Regions from separate parts of the Mus musculus genome. Here regions 1, 2, 4 and 5 are each linked to region 3. The links are chromatin contacts, called in public HiCAR-type and promoter capture Hi-C maps. All regions are on one chromosome and are shown on one strand. The core of a region is the stretch at or near the end of the contact, and the rest is flanking DNA. Distances in the headings are between cores, read along the strand shown. Region 1 holds the start of Polr3h (polymerase (RNA) III (DNA directed) polypeptide H). Region 2 holds the start of Rpl8 (ribosomal protein L8). Region 3 holds the start of Nol12 (nucleolar protein 12). Region 4 holds the start of Hsf1 (heat shock factor 1). Region 5 holds the start of Slc25a17 (solute carrier family 25 (mitochondrial carrier, peroxisomal membrane protein), member 17).

Evidence for each region. Promoter capture Hi-C pulls out the DNA fragments that hold promoters and counts their contacts. HiCAR-type assays count read pairs that join an accessible place to other places.
Region 1: a contact with region 3 is called in a promoter capture Hi-C map of pre-B cells, with 4 times the contacts expected there. The contact joins the promoter of Polr3h here to the promoter of Nol12 in region 3. A contact is called at or near these places in 1 of 39 promoter capture datasets (pre-B cells) and 1 of 115 datasets of contacts at active chromatin or transcription factors (astrocytes).
Region 2: a contact with region 3 is called in a promoter capture Hi-C map of embryonic stem cells, with 2.5 times the contacts expected there. The contact joins the promoter of Rpl8 here to the promoter of Nol12 in region 3.
Region 4: a HiCAR-type map of astrocytes shows a contact between it and region 3, with 3 times the contacts expected there. The contact joins the promoter of Hsf1 here to the promoter of Nol12 in region 3. A contact is called at or near these places in 3 of 39 promoter capture datasets (the C10 cell line, hippocampal neurons and liver) and 1 of 115 datasets of contacts at active chromatin or transcription factors (astrocytes).
Region 5: a promoter capture Hi-C map of liver shows a contact between it and region 3, with 5 times the contacts expected there. The contact joins the promoter of Slc25a17 here to the promoter of Nol12 in region 3. A contact is called at or near these places in 2 of 39 promoter capture datasets (liver and pre-B cells) and 1 of 484 Hi-C or Micro-C datasets (B cells).

What each region holds. Positions count from the first base shown.
Region 1 is chr15:81,924,823-81,927,573 of GRCm38.p6, forward strand. Polr3h (polymerase (RNA) III (DNA directed) polypeptide H) reads right to left here and starts at 1,391. Exons shown (of 6, transcript NM_030229.4): 1 at 964-1,391. The coding sequence starts at 1,074.
Region 2 is chr15:76,902,621-76,905,320 of GRCm38.p6, forward strand. It overlaps Rpl8 (ribosomal protein L8), which reads left to right and starts at 1,451. Exons shown (of 6, transcript NM_012053.2): 1 at 1,451-1,489; 2 at 1,683-1,830; 3 at 1,919-2,060; 4 at 2,198-2,416. The coding sequence starts at 1,693.
Region 3 is chr15:78,933,503-78,936,328 of GRCm38.p6, forward strand. Nol12 (nucleolar protein 12) reads left to right here and starts at 1,431. Exons shown (of 6, transcript NM_133800.3): 1 at 1,431-1,573. The coding sequence starts at 1,488.
Region 4 is chr15:76,476,084-76,478,783 of GRCm38.p6, forward strand. It overlaps Hsf1 (heat shock factor 1), which reads left to right and starts at 1,279. Exons shown (of 13, transcript NM_001331154.1): 1 at 1,279-1,634. The coding sequence starts at 1,518. It overlaps Bop1 (block of proliferation 1), which reads right to left and starts at 1,166. Exons shown (of 16, transcript NM_013481.2): 1 at 1,046-1,166. The coding sequence starts at 1,138.
Region 5 is chr15:81,359,348-81,362,070 of GRCm38.p6, forward strand. It overlaps Slc25a17 (solute carrier family 25 (mitochondrial carrier, peroxisomal membrane protein), member 17), which reads right to left and starts at 1,418. Exons shown (of 9, transcript NM_011399.3): 1 at 1,330-1,418. The coding sequence starts at 1,383.

The sequences.
Region 1 (2,751 bases), core at 141-2,640, 3.0 Mb after region 3:
CCCCACTCTGTGAATGCCTGTCCTTCATGGCATTTACCCCAGCTCATTACAACAAGACATTCTCAAGCCAACTTCTTCTCACTAGGCTACAAGGGCAGAGCCTGTGTCTCCCATTGGAGAGAGTGAAAGTCCGAGAAGGCCCCTGTAGTCATAGAAAGGGAAACACAGTAACCAAATGAATACAAGAAAGGGGCTACTGAGCTGGCTCAGCCGGTACAGCTGCCTCCCTCTAAAGCTGAAAGCTGAGTTCAATTCTAGAGACCCGCACGCTTATCCTCTCACCTCTACTCTCACACTGTGGGCAACACAGATAACACAAACCGAGGCCCAGAGAGGGTGACTTGGCCAAGACAACACAGTAATTGAACGAGGAAACAGGCATATTCCAGTTTCTGTTTTACAAACCCATTTTGTACACACGCTCTCTCCGTTTTGTTTTCTGGCAATCCTGAGAACCGAACCAGTGACTCCGCGAATGTCAAGCAAATTCAAGCACTGTTCAGCATCCTGATGCTTTTTGTTTCTTTTGAGGCAGGGTTTCTCCGTTGTAGCCTTGGCTGTTCTAGCACTCCCTCTGTAGACCAGGCTGGCCTCGAATTCACAGAAATCCGCCTGCTTCTGCCTCCTGAGTTATGGGATTAAAGGCATGCGCTACCGCCAGCAGCTTCGGTGCTTTTAATTTGTCTGAGTCAAGGGCTAACTATATTGCCCACGCTGGCCTCGAACACAGGATCGTCAAAAAGCCTCAATAGCCAAGAAGCTCGGATTACGGGTGTGCACTACCTCGCCCGGCCCATTTACTCCCTTGTGTACACGTTGTCACCCAAGTCTGGTTTATAAGGATGCGAAGGAAAAAAACCCCGACATGAAGTTAAGTGTGCAAGGCCAAGGGTGAACCAGGCGATAGCCAGACTAGCAGTGGGACCGGTAGGGACACTGCCGGGCAGCCCGAGGGCCCAGTACCTTGTTGGCCAATTTCTTGTTCAGCTCCTCAGCAATGGAATCGTTGAGTTTCCGCTCAAACTGCCACGGGGGTATGCGCACGGTGTCCACCATCTCCACCAGCACGAACATCCTGCGCTAGGGCTCTGGAGACCGGAGAGGCTGCCAAGCACGGGGGCCTGCGAGCTGTGATGGGGTGGGGGGGACCCGAGCCTCCTCCGTCCCTTCTCAGCCTCTGACAAGCCAAACCTGCAGCCGAGCTGCGCGGGAGGGCCTGGGCTCCAATTCTGGAAGCTACGCTCGTCTCCCGGAGGAAACTGAGGCCCGCTCCCGCCAGCCTTGGAGGAGCGCCGGCTCCCCGTCCCCGGATGCCACCCTGGCCTCGTTCCGTCCGCACCACGCGCGGGAGCCACGCGCGTCCAGCAACGCTGCGCTTGCCAAACCAAATCAACTCAGCTTCCGGAAAACTGACCAATAAGAAGCATCTGCCCGCCCCTGCGGGTCGCAGAGCTTCGCGAGGCTCCCGTGAGGGGCGGGGCCGGAAGGTGGGCGGGGCCGCCAGCACTCTCCCGCAAGTGAGAGAAGAGGGGCGGGGTAGAGTGCCGAAAGGGCGGGGCCCCATCCTGAAGCAAGCCAACCCCGGGCCCCTGAGAGAGTCTGGTTGCTAGGCGACAAGTCTGCACTTCAAGCCTGATTGTCTTTCTTTTGCACAACAGCCAGATAGACCCTTTGAAAATACAAATTTAACACGTTCAAAATAGTCTTTACTCCAGACAAAGTACCCAAGAGAGTGGGCAGAAAAGGGTCGCCGGGCCTTCCTGGATGATGTCATTTTAAGTGGTGCATTTGATGGATATGCTCACCAAAGCTCAGCACACAAAGCTTAAACAGCTGAAACAGACTCACGCTTGTAATACCAGCGCAAGAGAGGGTGAGGCTGGACAATCACTGCAAGTTCAAGACCAGCCTGAGTTACCAAATGAGATCCTGTGGCCGGGCAGTGCTGGCGCACGCCTTTAATCCCAGCATTTGGGAGGCAGAGGCAGGCGAATTTCTGAATTCGAGGCCAGCTTGGTCTACAGAGTGAGTTCCAGGACAGCCAGGGCTACACAGAAAAACTCTGTCTCGAAAAACCAAAAAGAAACAAAAAACAAAAAACACAGATCAGCTACATAGTGAATTCAAGTCTAGCCTGAGGTACAAAAGACTTTTTGTTTGTTTGAGACTCTTTCTAAAAAGAAAAAGGGGGGTGCCTAACAATGATGGTGACACACGTCTTTAATCCTAGCACTTGGGAGGCAGAGGCAAACGGATCTCAGAGTTTGAGGCCAGCCCAGTCTACAGAGCAAGTTTCTGGACAACCAGGACTGAACAGAATAATCCTGTCTCAAAAAAACAAAATAGAAAAATTTTCTTGCTGCACACTTTTAATCCCAGCAGTTGGGAGGGGCAGAGACTGTCAAATTTCTGAGAGTTAAGACAAACCTGGTCTACCAAGAGAGTACAAGATAGTCAAGGCTATACAGAACACACTCCCTCCCCCACCCAAAAAAAAAATGAGGAGAAAAAAAATAAGGCATTTTGGGCTGGGCGTTGATGGCACACACCTTTCATCCAAACAATTAGAATGCAGAGGCAGGAGGATCTCTCTGAATTCGAATTTGAGGCCAGCCTGGTCTACAAAGCAAGCTGCAGGACAGACAGGGCTACACAGAGAAACCCAGTCTCATAACACATGTAAGACAACAGTGTGCCTTTCTAGAAACAAAGTATTTCAGGGAATTGACAGGAGAGGTAAGAATTGATTAG
Region 2 (2,700 bases), core at 201-2,700, 2.0 Mb before region 3:
CATATAAAATAAACAACAATTTTTTTTTTTAAAGATGTCTTTGTTTCTGAAAGGACAACCCAGTGGCAGATGCCTATATAGGAAGAGTGTGACAGGGCTGAAAACTTGCACATACATTTACAGACTCTCACAAAACTGTCCTGTGGGCCGGTTGGCTGAGATATACCCTAGTGCTGGCAGGGCCCTATGCCCTGCACGGTTCACAAGACAAAGCACTAGCAGGCATCCTCCCACAGACTTTTCTGTATAGGCATCTTTCATTCTGGTTCTCTTCTGGGCTGACTCAACTCCTTACCCTGCCCCTGGGTGGCTTGATTTACCACTCTGCAAGTCCTGGAACCCTGCCACCCAAAGCTCCACTACCCTTCTGGAATACCCTGTGCACCAGCATCCTGTGGAACTTGAGCCATGACGATAACTCGGTGTTCTTTCCTCGTTTGTTTGTTTGTTTTTTCGAGACAGGGTTTCTCTGTACAACCCTGGCTGTCCTGGAACTCACTCCGTAGACCAGGCTAGCCTCGAACTCAGAAATCCACCTGCCTCTGCCTCCCAAGCCCTGGGATTAAAGGCATGTGCCACCACGTCTGGCCTGTCCCTTCTTCTTTTCAGTGTGTCAGATCACCAACCCATGTCCCTTCCTCCTCAATATGTCAATTTTAGCCTCTGCCATGTAAAATCTCCCAGTTCTGACAAACCTCTCTTACCAATTGGGACCCTGACCCTCAGTTACCTCCCTCTCAGTCTACACGTTTATGCCATTGACTACTTAGGTTTCACTCAGATGAAGAACCTCTGTTTGGGGGGCTCTGTGCCACTTTATCGCCCTGCATCGCTGCGTTCCTTCCCCGCTTTAGCTCTCCAGGGTCATTGCCCCCACCCTCTTTCCAATTGCTGAGGCCACTAACTTTTGGCTTCTTTGCCAGACATCTTGAGAACTCCGCAGGTGACCTTCTTAAATCCCAATCATTATCTTCTTGTTCTTCTTCACCTCCTTCCTCCCCTCCACCCCCAACCCCCTACCCCAGACTGGGTTTTCTTTGTAGCCCTAGCTTGTTCTGGAACTTGTTTTCTAGCCCAGGCTGTCCTGGAACTCCGCCTGACCCAGTCAAATTTCAATCTTCTAGTTCGGCAAAGCACTAGGTTTCCAGTGTCTGCACATCCAATCTCCTCCGTCTGGGCCCAGCTCGGAAGCTCAAGATTCTGCGTGGCGTTGCCCTGGACAAATCCTTCCACCTCTTGAAGCCTCCTCTCTCCCGCCCTTCCTCCGTAAGACTCTTGAGTCGGTTTCTTCAGAGTCTGCCTCTCCCCAGGACGACAAGTTTCAGCAATTGCCTTGGTTCAGCAATTTGGTAGACACACAGGACACCTGCATGTGACTACAAGACCCGACAGGCATTGCGCTGGGGAAGGGGCGGAGTTATGGCCCCGCCCCGGAAGATAAGGCTGCGTTGACCCGTCTATTTCCTCTTTCGGCCTTGCTTGCCGGCAGGTAAGTTGTGCTCTGTCCGCTGCGGGTTTTGAAATTATCCACCGCCATCCGCCGCCGTTAACTACTTGGCGGTCTGTCATGCGGCCTGGCCCACTCGTCCAGGATCAGAAGGGAGGGATGGCGTTGCTTTCGGCCTTGGGGGCTGGCAGGAGGCTGGGGATTTTTTTGGACGCTGAACTCGAACCATTTCCAGACTCGCCGCCATGGGCCGTGTGATCCGAGGGCAGAGGAAAGGCGCGGGTTCTGTTTTCCGTGCGCACGTGAAGCACCGTAAGGGCGCCGCGCGCCTACGTGCTGTGGACTTCGCGGAGCGACACGGCTACATTAAAGGCATCGTAAAGGTAGGAGGGCACCGGCGGGAGTTAAGCAGGCGGGGAACCGGGCGTCTCGAGCAGGCCTTAGAATACAATACACCACCCTGACCCGTAGGACATCATTCATGACCCTGGCCGCGGCGCTCCCCTCGCCAAAGTCGTCTTTCGGGATCCCTACCGATTCAAGAAGCGGACAGAGCTGTTCATCGCAGCGGAGGGGATCCACACTGGACAGTTCGTGTACTGCGGCAAGAAGGGTGAGCCTCCAGGCGGGGAAGGAAGGAAGGGTTGGGCCCGGGACTTTGGGTGCTGAGCTGAGCTTCGTGGGTTGGGATCGGTGTGGGTTTGGCATGGCTTTTAGCGTTAACAGTCGTTTTGCCCCCTCTCTCCACAGCCCAGCTGAATATCGGCAATGTTTTGCCCGTGGGCACCATGCCTGAGGGTACGATCGTGTGTTGTCTGGAGGAGAAACCTGGGGACAGGGGCAAGCTGGCCCGAGCCTCCGGGAACTACGCCACAGTCATCTCCCACAACCCAGAGACCAAGAAGACTCGAGTGAAGCTGCCTTCGGGGTCCAAGAAGGTCATTTCCTCTGCCAACAGAGCCGTTGTTGGTGAGTGCGGGAGGGCAGTGGGGCCTTGAAGACGCGGGTGGTCGGCATATGAACTGCCAGCTGCTGGGCCTAGGCCATAGAACCACATTGCTTATTTTCTTGGTCATGGGAGAAGACTAACAGAATGCAACTGGGGATTTAGTTGTAGAGTGCTAGAATACCTACTTCGTAAACAACTAACTGATTCCTGTCCTGGGGATTTGATTCTTTTCTGGTCTCTGGGCACTGTATAAATGTGTATGGATACAGACATGTAGGTAAAGATGCCTGTGTATACATAAAAT
Region 3 (2,826 bases), core at 181-2,680:
ATTAGCTTCTGAGGGAGTGGCCAGGAAGCTGGGAAGGGAGACCAAACACCAAAGCTCAGACAATCTAGCTCACATTTGATCACTGGCACAATCCCTGCTCTCCCCCCACCCCGTTTGGCTTTGGTTTTTTGAGACAGGATTTCTCTGTGTAGCCCTGGCTGTCGTGGAACTTACTCTGTAGACCAGGCTGGCCTCGAACTCAGAGATTTCCCTCTGCACCAACTGAGTCTGGGAGAATATTGTGTTATGCACTTCTGACCCGACACACTTGTCCCACCACAGTCACGGCTCTCAGTTTGCTGCACGCAGGAGCAATATTCAGGGTCACCAGAGAATGTTCTAGAAATGGACATTCTGGGGCCCTGCCAAGTGTGTTGAACCCTGAACCCTCAATTTGGATTTCAGCAAGCCTTTAAGTGCATGCCAGAGTTCCAGGGCCACCTCTTTACAGCCTTACAAAGTCACTACAATGATCTCTATTTTATAAATAGGAAAGTGAGACACAAAGAAAAAGGCAATTTGGGGGCTGGAGAGATGACTCCAATGGTTAACAGTGCCTACTTGTCTTATAGAGGACCAAGGTTTGATTCTCAGTACCCACATGACTCACACACCATCTGTAACTCTAAGATTTATTTATTTATTATATGTAAGTCACTGTAGCTGTCTTCAGACACACCAGAAGAGGGAGTCAGATCTCATTAGGGATGGTTGTAAGCCACCATGTGGTTGCTGGGATTTGAACTCAGGACCTTCGGAAGCAGTCGGGTGCTCTTACCTGCTGAGCCATCTCACCAGCCCCCATCTGTAACTCTAGTTGCAGGGGATTTCATACCGTCTTCTGGCCTTGTAGGTCCTCATACAGTAGACCTAAACTCACTTAGGCACAGTATTTTTTTAATCTTACTTATTTATTTATAGACAGGGTCTCTTTATTGTCTAGCTCTGCTCTGGTTGTCCTGGAACTCACTGTGTAGCTTAGGCTGACTTTGATCCACCTGCCTCTGCCTCTCAGGTACTGGGATAAAGATGTATGCCACCTCCCCTAGCCCATAATTTATGATTTAATCTTTTTTTTTTAAAGGGGGGCAATTGCTTTTGAGTCACATACTTTGTAAAGGAATACCAGTGTTTGCATCTAGGCAGTTTCCCTCGCTCAAGGAAATCATGAAAGAGTTGACATCTGAATTCAATTAAGTTCAGTAATTCTTAGCGGTTTATAAATAACTCCAGATTGAGCGCTTGTTCGAGGCAGGTCAGATGATGGAATCGGGGAGCCTAGTTCTCACCGAAGCCATTCTGGGAGGATTGTTCAGAAGACCTGAACCAAAGCTGAGGCAGGACGGGAGGCTCCTTTAAAAGGTGGAGCCAAATCTGCGGAACTGTGGAACAAGGCCACGAAGAGCGCCCTACCGGAAATCTGAAACTGCTACACCCGGAAGTGTTTTAAAGTCAGAAGCGGCCACGCTGCCGGAAGCTTCACTGCAATGGGCCGCAACAAGAAGAAGAAGAAAAGAGATGGAGACGACCGGCGGCCCCGGCTCGTTCTCAACTTTGATGAAGAGAAGCGGCGGTGAGTGGCAGGGTGGAAAGAGACTCCCGTCGGGCTGCCGGGGGAAGCGCGCCAGGCACAGGGCGCGCACGCCCACGCGGAGGGTTCTTCCGGCCCCGCCCCTGGATGTAGCTGGAGCTCGCCTTCCTCTTTCCCCACCTCGGGGGATGGAGTCGCCCGCTCCTCCCTCGCTGTTTACGGCTCTCAGCGCTGCGCCTTGGACCACCGGAGTGCCGCGCCGTCTATTGTCACAGCCCATAGCTGGCTCCCAGTCGTTGTTGACGAAGGACGAGCCGATGGGATGAGAGAGGTTTAGTTCATTGATTCACGCACCAGACTGCGTGCCAGCCAAGCCTGAGACCAGAGGCTGAACTGCTTTTTAGTGTCACCGTAAATAGCACCTTGTGGTCTGATGGCTCTCAACCTGTGGGTCGCGACCCCCTTAAACCCATCGGAAAAGAGATAATATTTACATTACGATCCATAACAGTAGCAAAATACAGTTAAAACCCCTGGTGTAGTGTACCAACGGAAACCGTAATTGCAAAGCCTGGTAGTGCAGACCTATAATCCTAGCCATCCCGGATGCTGAGGCAGGAGGATTGCAAAGTAAAACCCTGTGCGGGAAAGTTCAAGAACGGTATGGGCATTTGGACAATTTGTCCCTGTCTCCAAGACAATATAAACGAATTAATTTATTAGACCATTTGCCTAGCTCGAATAAGGTACTAAGCGTAATTAACTTCCAATACAGCAAACTCAGGAACAGCAGAGATTAGACAGGAAGAAGGAAGCACGAGTCAGGAAGGTGGGGGCACTCCTAGGACCCGCCACACAGGACCCAGGTGGGTTCAGGAGTCAGGTGGCCTTGAGGACTGGTTGTTGGTTGGTTCAGTGAAAGAGTTTTGGGGTCTGGGTGAAGGCATTATTAGAAAGCCTTACTAGAAGTGACTCCTATGAAATAAAGTTTGCCAGTGTGGGAACAGTGACCACCAGCTCTGTGTATTGACCACCTGGCCTTTTGTGTACTTAGCAAGGGGCAGGAAGGCCAGGTGAGCTAGGTGACGTTTGGTTAGTGATGGAGCGCGTACTGAGACTATAGCTTCCAGCATAGGTGTGTGGTAGGTTATACCACCCAGGATTATTATGTAAGTACACTCTGATGGTCCAGCAAGGACTCACAACTCATTTCTCGAAGGTACCTTTGTCATTGAATGACTTGTGACTGCATTGTCTGTGACCTTGGATGAGTATCCTAGTCTCTTCCTCAGAGT
Region 4 (2,700 bases), core at 29-2,528, 2.5 Mb before region 3:
TTATTGACATCTCTAAAACTACGCTACTTGTCATACTAACAAGTAAAAGTACTGCACGCAGTTAGGGCATAAACAACTGACTATTAAAGGCTTACTGCCTAGAACTACACAGAGGGAAAAGCTTAGGGGCGTTTCATAAAACAAAGGGACAACTTACGTAGTGGTTCTCAACCAGTGGGTCACAATCCCTCTGGGGCGAGCAACCCTTTCATAGACTATCCTGCATATCAAATAATTACGATTCATAACAGTAGCAAAATTACAGTTATGTTTTCTTTTTGGTTTTTTCGAGACAGGGTTTCTCTGTGTAGCCCTGGCTGTCCTGGCACTCACTTTGTAGACCAGACTGGCCTCGAACTCAGAAATCCACCTGCCTCTGCCTCCCAAGTGCTGGGATTAAAGGCGTGTGCCACCACCACCCGGCAAAATTACAGTTATGAAGTAGCAGCGAAAATGATTTTGTAGTTGGGAAATCACCGCAACACGAGGAACCGTATTAAAAGGGCCACAGCATTAGGAAAGTTGAGAACTTTGAGGATCCAATTCAGTGGAGTCAGCTGTGCATGCCTTCTACCACCTACATTTGATGAATGTAGCAAGCCTACTGAGCTTAGCAACATGGACTAGCAATGGTTCCATGACAACCAGTTCTGGATGCCCTGGGTTCCAATCAGACTTCCATAATCTCAAGTCCTCTTTTGATTCACAACACACCTGACATGCTGGCTTGGTAGCACAGCACGAGCGCAATTACAACCTTTCCCAGGACAGGAAGCACAGATGGAAGGTCCAGAGACTATGGTGAGGGGACTCTTAAAGGTCTCTCCCTTAACACGGTTCAAGCCACAGAACTATCCCCCGGGTTCCAGCGCCCCTCGGCGCAAGTAATGTTCTGCTGAGAGTTCCAAAATAACAGCCCAGACTGGACGATCAGGCTCTAGGCGACCCACACGACACTACACGCTGCGCCACGGCCCGGCCTCCCTGGTCTTGCCAAGTGCCTGCATGGTTCCCAGAGGGATGCTGTCCGCTACTTGGAAGTTACCTCTTGTATCTGCAGCTCCTGATCAGGTTCCAAACGTCGTTTCCCCGGCAGCGATGCCGGTGACATGTGGGGCTTACCACACGCCCCCGCCATGCTGCGCCGCGCCGGCTACCGATCTACTGCCGCTTCCGGCAGCGGGAGCGCCTCGTGTGCCCCCAGCCAGGCTCCGCCCTACCAGGCTCTGATTGGTGAGCAGCCCGGGTGAAGCCATCTTGCGCAGGCGTAGGGTGCGGCGCAAGGGCTGGGCCGGCAAAGTAGGCAGGGGAGATCACGGCGCCTGCGCACAGAGGCTACAGGTCTGGCCCTAGCGAGAGCGCGCCGGTCGCAAGATGGCTGCGGCCATGCGAGGCCTTGCTGTGTGTGCGCAGCGGGCGGCGGAGCGGCCCGGACGGCAGGGGCAGCGACGACACTAGCTCAGCCTTCAGCCACTCTTCTAAAAGGCCACCCCAGCCTCTGCCTGCTTTCGTCCGAGATGGATCTGGCCGTGGGCCCCGGTGCAGCGGGGCCCAGCAACGTCCCGGCCTTCCTAACCAAGCTGTGGACCCTCGTGAGCGACCCGGACACAGACGCGCTCATCTGCTGGAGCCCGGTAGGAGCTGGCATGGGCCGGAGCGGCCTTCGAGGGAGGGTCCTGTGGCGGGAGGGGACCTGCTTCGGAGAAAGCGGCCTGCGAGTTAGTCGGGCTCGCCCGGGTTCAGCCATCCTGGCATCCTAGAGGGAGGACGCCGCTGTCTGGGGAGGAAGTGCGCCCCGCCCCCAGAGCCACTCACGGAGAGTAGGCCGAGACCCCAAATCATCCTACATTTCACCCGGACAATAAGGACGGGGCTTCCAGTACAGGGTCTTTGCTCACAGAGAAATAGTTCCCAGAGTCCGTCTGCGTTTCTGCTTTTTAGGCAATCATTCAGAATAAGTGGAAGGCCTAAGGAATGCATGAGAGAAGAGCGAGAATAGGAGGATGTGGAGCCTAAGCTCAGCCCCGATAGTCTCCAGACGCCAGAGCAGTTTTGCCCGGCCCTCCAAGGGCCGTGTCGAACCCTGTTCTGTTGCCTGGCAGCGGACTGTGTACACCGCACACCCTGCTGGCCCTGCATCTCTGGCTGGCTTGCAGAGGTCGTTCCGTGTTTGTGTTAAGTTGGAAAGTAGAATCTGCTGTTCACATGTGGATTCTGAGGGCCAGAGCGCGCAGAGCTAGCCGATGGTGGTGGCCTGAAGACAGGCCACCCTGATTCAATGGGAACCTTTGGAGGGATGGAGGCGGCTAGGTGCCACCACCTTGACCTTCTGCAAGCCAAATCTGGCGGGTCTCTCGGTCTCTGCGGAGCACTGCCCCCTCGCACAAGTTTCTTAAGCTGGCAAGAATGGAGAAAAGGCCTGGGTGGCAGATGGAGGCCAAGGCTTCTGGCTCTCAGTTGCCTGTTTGTTTAAACTCTGCTCTGCCTAAAGGGTGTTTTGGGAATAAAGAGAAGACTAGAAAGCACGGAACTTCACTTTTCACGAGACGGTCTTTGTGATTATCCCATGGGCTATCCGTGGGCCGCGTTGTTTTCCTGAATGCCATATTCAGTTCACAGCCTGTCCTGGATTTCATACACCTGGGCAGAGAGTATGATCTTACCTTTCTATCTTTCCCCAATTTACCCCCCTCTGTTTTC
Region 5 (2,723 bases), core at 168-2,667, 2.4 Mb after region 3:
AAGACCATTCATGTTCCTTGAGTCAAAAATTTGTCAGACACAAGCAACCCTAAGCTACACCCAAGCTATCATTAAATCCTGGTGGTTCTTATAAATCCATTCCAGGCAAATGCTCTCTTACCCCTTCCACCAATAGGTCACAGCCATCTCTTGCCTGAGAGAGATGTGCCTTCCGTATTCTACTCTCCACAGGGCAGCAGAGAGGATCGGGTTTGAAATGTCAATCAGTAAGTGCAACCACTGACCCTTTCCTACACAAAGTCATGAATCATTTGGCCCCCCATTTGCATTTCCACTTCAGTCAAACAGGTCCCTATGACCAACTGAAAACATGTCACAACAAACTTCCACCCCAGTTCTTTCATAACGAGCAAAAGGCACTTCTGGTTGATTTAAAGGAACGCGACTCTTTTGAATAAGACACCATGTAATATTCCCTCACCTACTTCTCAAGGTCTAGAAGAAAAGTGTAATATTTTCTTCCCTCTTCATAGATTACAAACGTGAGATTTGAGATTACCTGGTAAACATATGATAGAATTGGAATTAAAAAACTCAGATTACTCTTCACCGGAACATAAGCTGTCTGAATGGATAGGAATGGTCCACGGTGACTCTACATGGCTAAAGGTACATGCTGGGAGTTAGGGAAGAACATGGGAAACAGTCTGAGGAAAAGAACCAGAGGAGGAATGTTACCTGTGCCAAGAATGTGAAGTTTCAGGGAAAAGGGAAGTGTCAAATGGAAGGAACTTAGATACCTCTAAATCGAAGAACAAAGCACTTAACTCACAGTAACTATACAGGTAGTACATAACACCACCGATCTTGACTTAAAAAATAAACAAACAAACACCCTATCTTTTCCTGGCAATAAGGCTGACTAGGAATGTTCCATTAGCTATTGCCACTTGCCTGGGATAAGGTGTGACACCAGGCTGGCAGTAGACTTACAGCAAGCACCCCATCTTCACACTTAGTTTTTCCGCAGGACCAATTTGGACGAAGTTTGTGTGCAGTGAGAGTTGGGTAAGGGAAGGGTTGGCCTTAAACTTTTAAACTTCAGAAGGCAAAGAAAATAGCAATTATCTTCTTCCCTATTCCCTCTGGACCTTTGTGACTGATAGTCCAGACAGTCTCTGGGAAAGTCCAGAGGGGACTGCGGCAGAGGGTGGCTCCTGGCCTCGCCCTCCCTCTTGTAGCAGCAACTTTCCATTTATGCCCGTCCTTTTCGTTCCAGTTGTGACAGATTCGGTCCCCACATCTCCCCCGTGCCCTTCTCCCCGACCCATCCCGAGATTTACTTCGAAGCCCCAAACCCCTCCTCACCACGGCTCCGGCCACGGCGTGTACCAGACTTTCGTAGGACAGCACAGAGGCCATGGTGCCACACTTTTCACTCAGGCGCCTCAGAGTGTGCGGGTTCGTGAAAGGACCGTCTCAAGCCCCACCTCTCAGAAGTCTCCCCCGCCTCCACCAGAACGACTGCTTCCGGGTCACAGACTGCCCTGGTTCGCTGGGGAGAACAGCCGGGGAGGCGAGTGTGAAATGCCCAGGAACGCCCCTGAACATCGATTGGTCCGGATCGGTCAAGGGGCGGAGCAATGCTCAGTGGCTATGGAAGGATCTGTGTTCTGAGCACCCCCTGCAAAGGTTCCTAGCCCCTCAGTCTGTCAGTGTGCTTGCACACTAAATTGGTTAGTCAAGCCCATAAAACGGGAGGACATAAAAGTCCTTAATGACTCCTGCACCCCAGTTCCTTGCAAAATATATGTTGGCAGGCTCAGTTGTTAGTGCTTGCTTAGCATGACTACCAGCAAACCATAAACACCAGTAAACACAGTACTCAGGAAGTGGAAAGAGGATCTGGGGACTGAAGAGTTGGCTCAGTTAAGAACAAGTACTGCTTTTGCAGAGGATCCTCGTTTAGGTCCCAGTATCCCAAGCAAGTATAGTTCCAGGGGGTCTGACCTTCTCGGGTTTCCGCGCACACTAAGACATACACACACACACACACACACACACACACGACTAAATAATTTTGTTAAAAGAATTTAGTACAGAGTCACCCTCAGCTACAGAGAGAATTTGAGATTAACCTGGGCTGAGACTCGTCTCAAAACAAAAGCCAAAACAGACCTAAACCCTAAAACGTAGCCTGTAATCCCAGTACCATGGATGCTGAGAAGTGGAGTTGGCTAGCCAGAACTATAGAAACAGCGTCAAAACAAAAGCAACCCTCCAGGATAAGCTGATAGCCATAGATAAGGGGGTGGGTCAATATCTCCAACCTTCGTTTCTCCATTCAGCCATCCCAACACCCGCTGCGAGATATAGAATCAAGGCTCTGAGGCCCGGTAGTTAAACCTCTAGCATAGTTTGTTTAAACTGACAATTTGGGGCTGTATAGATATAGCTCAGCAGCTAAGAACGCTTGCTCTTCAGTTGCTATCACACAACCCTCTATGTCCCTCGGGACAGACGCCACAGCTTTCTGTCCTCTGAAAGAATCCAGGACTGCTTACATAAATGCACTCATGCACATAAAGGTAAATCTAAAAGCAAAGTCAGTATTTTACCCTTCCACTGTGATAGTCTTAAGGTTTCTATTCCTGCACAAAACATCATGACCAAGAAGCAAGTTGGGGAGAAAAGGGTTTTATTCAGTTTACATTTCCACATTGCTGTTCACCACCAAAGGAAGTCAGGACTGGAACTCAAGC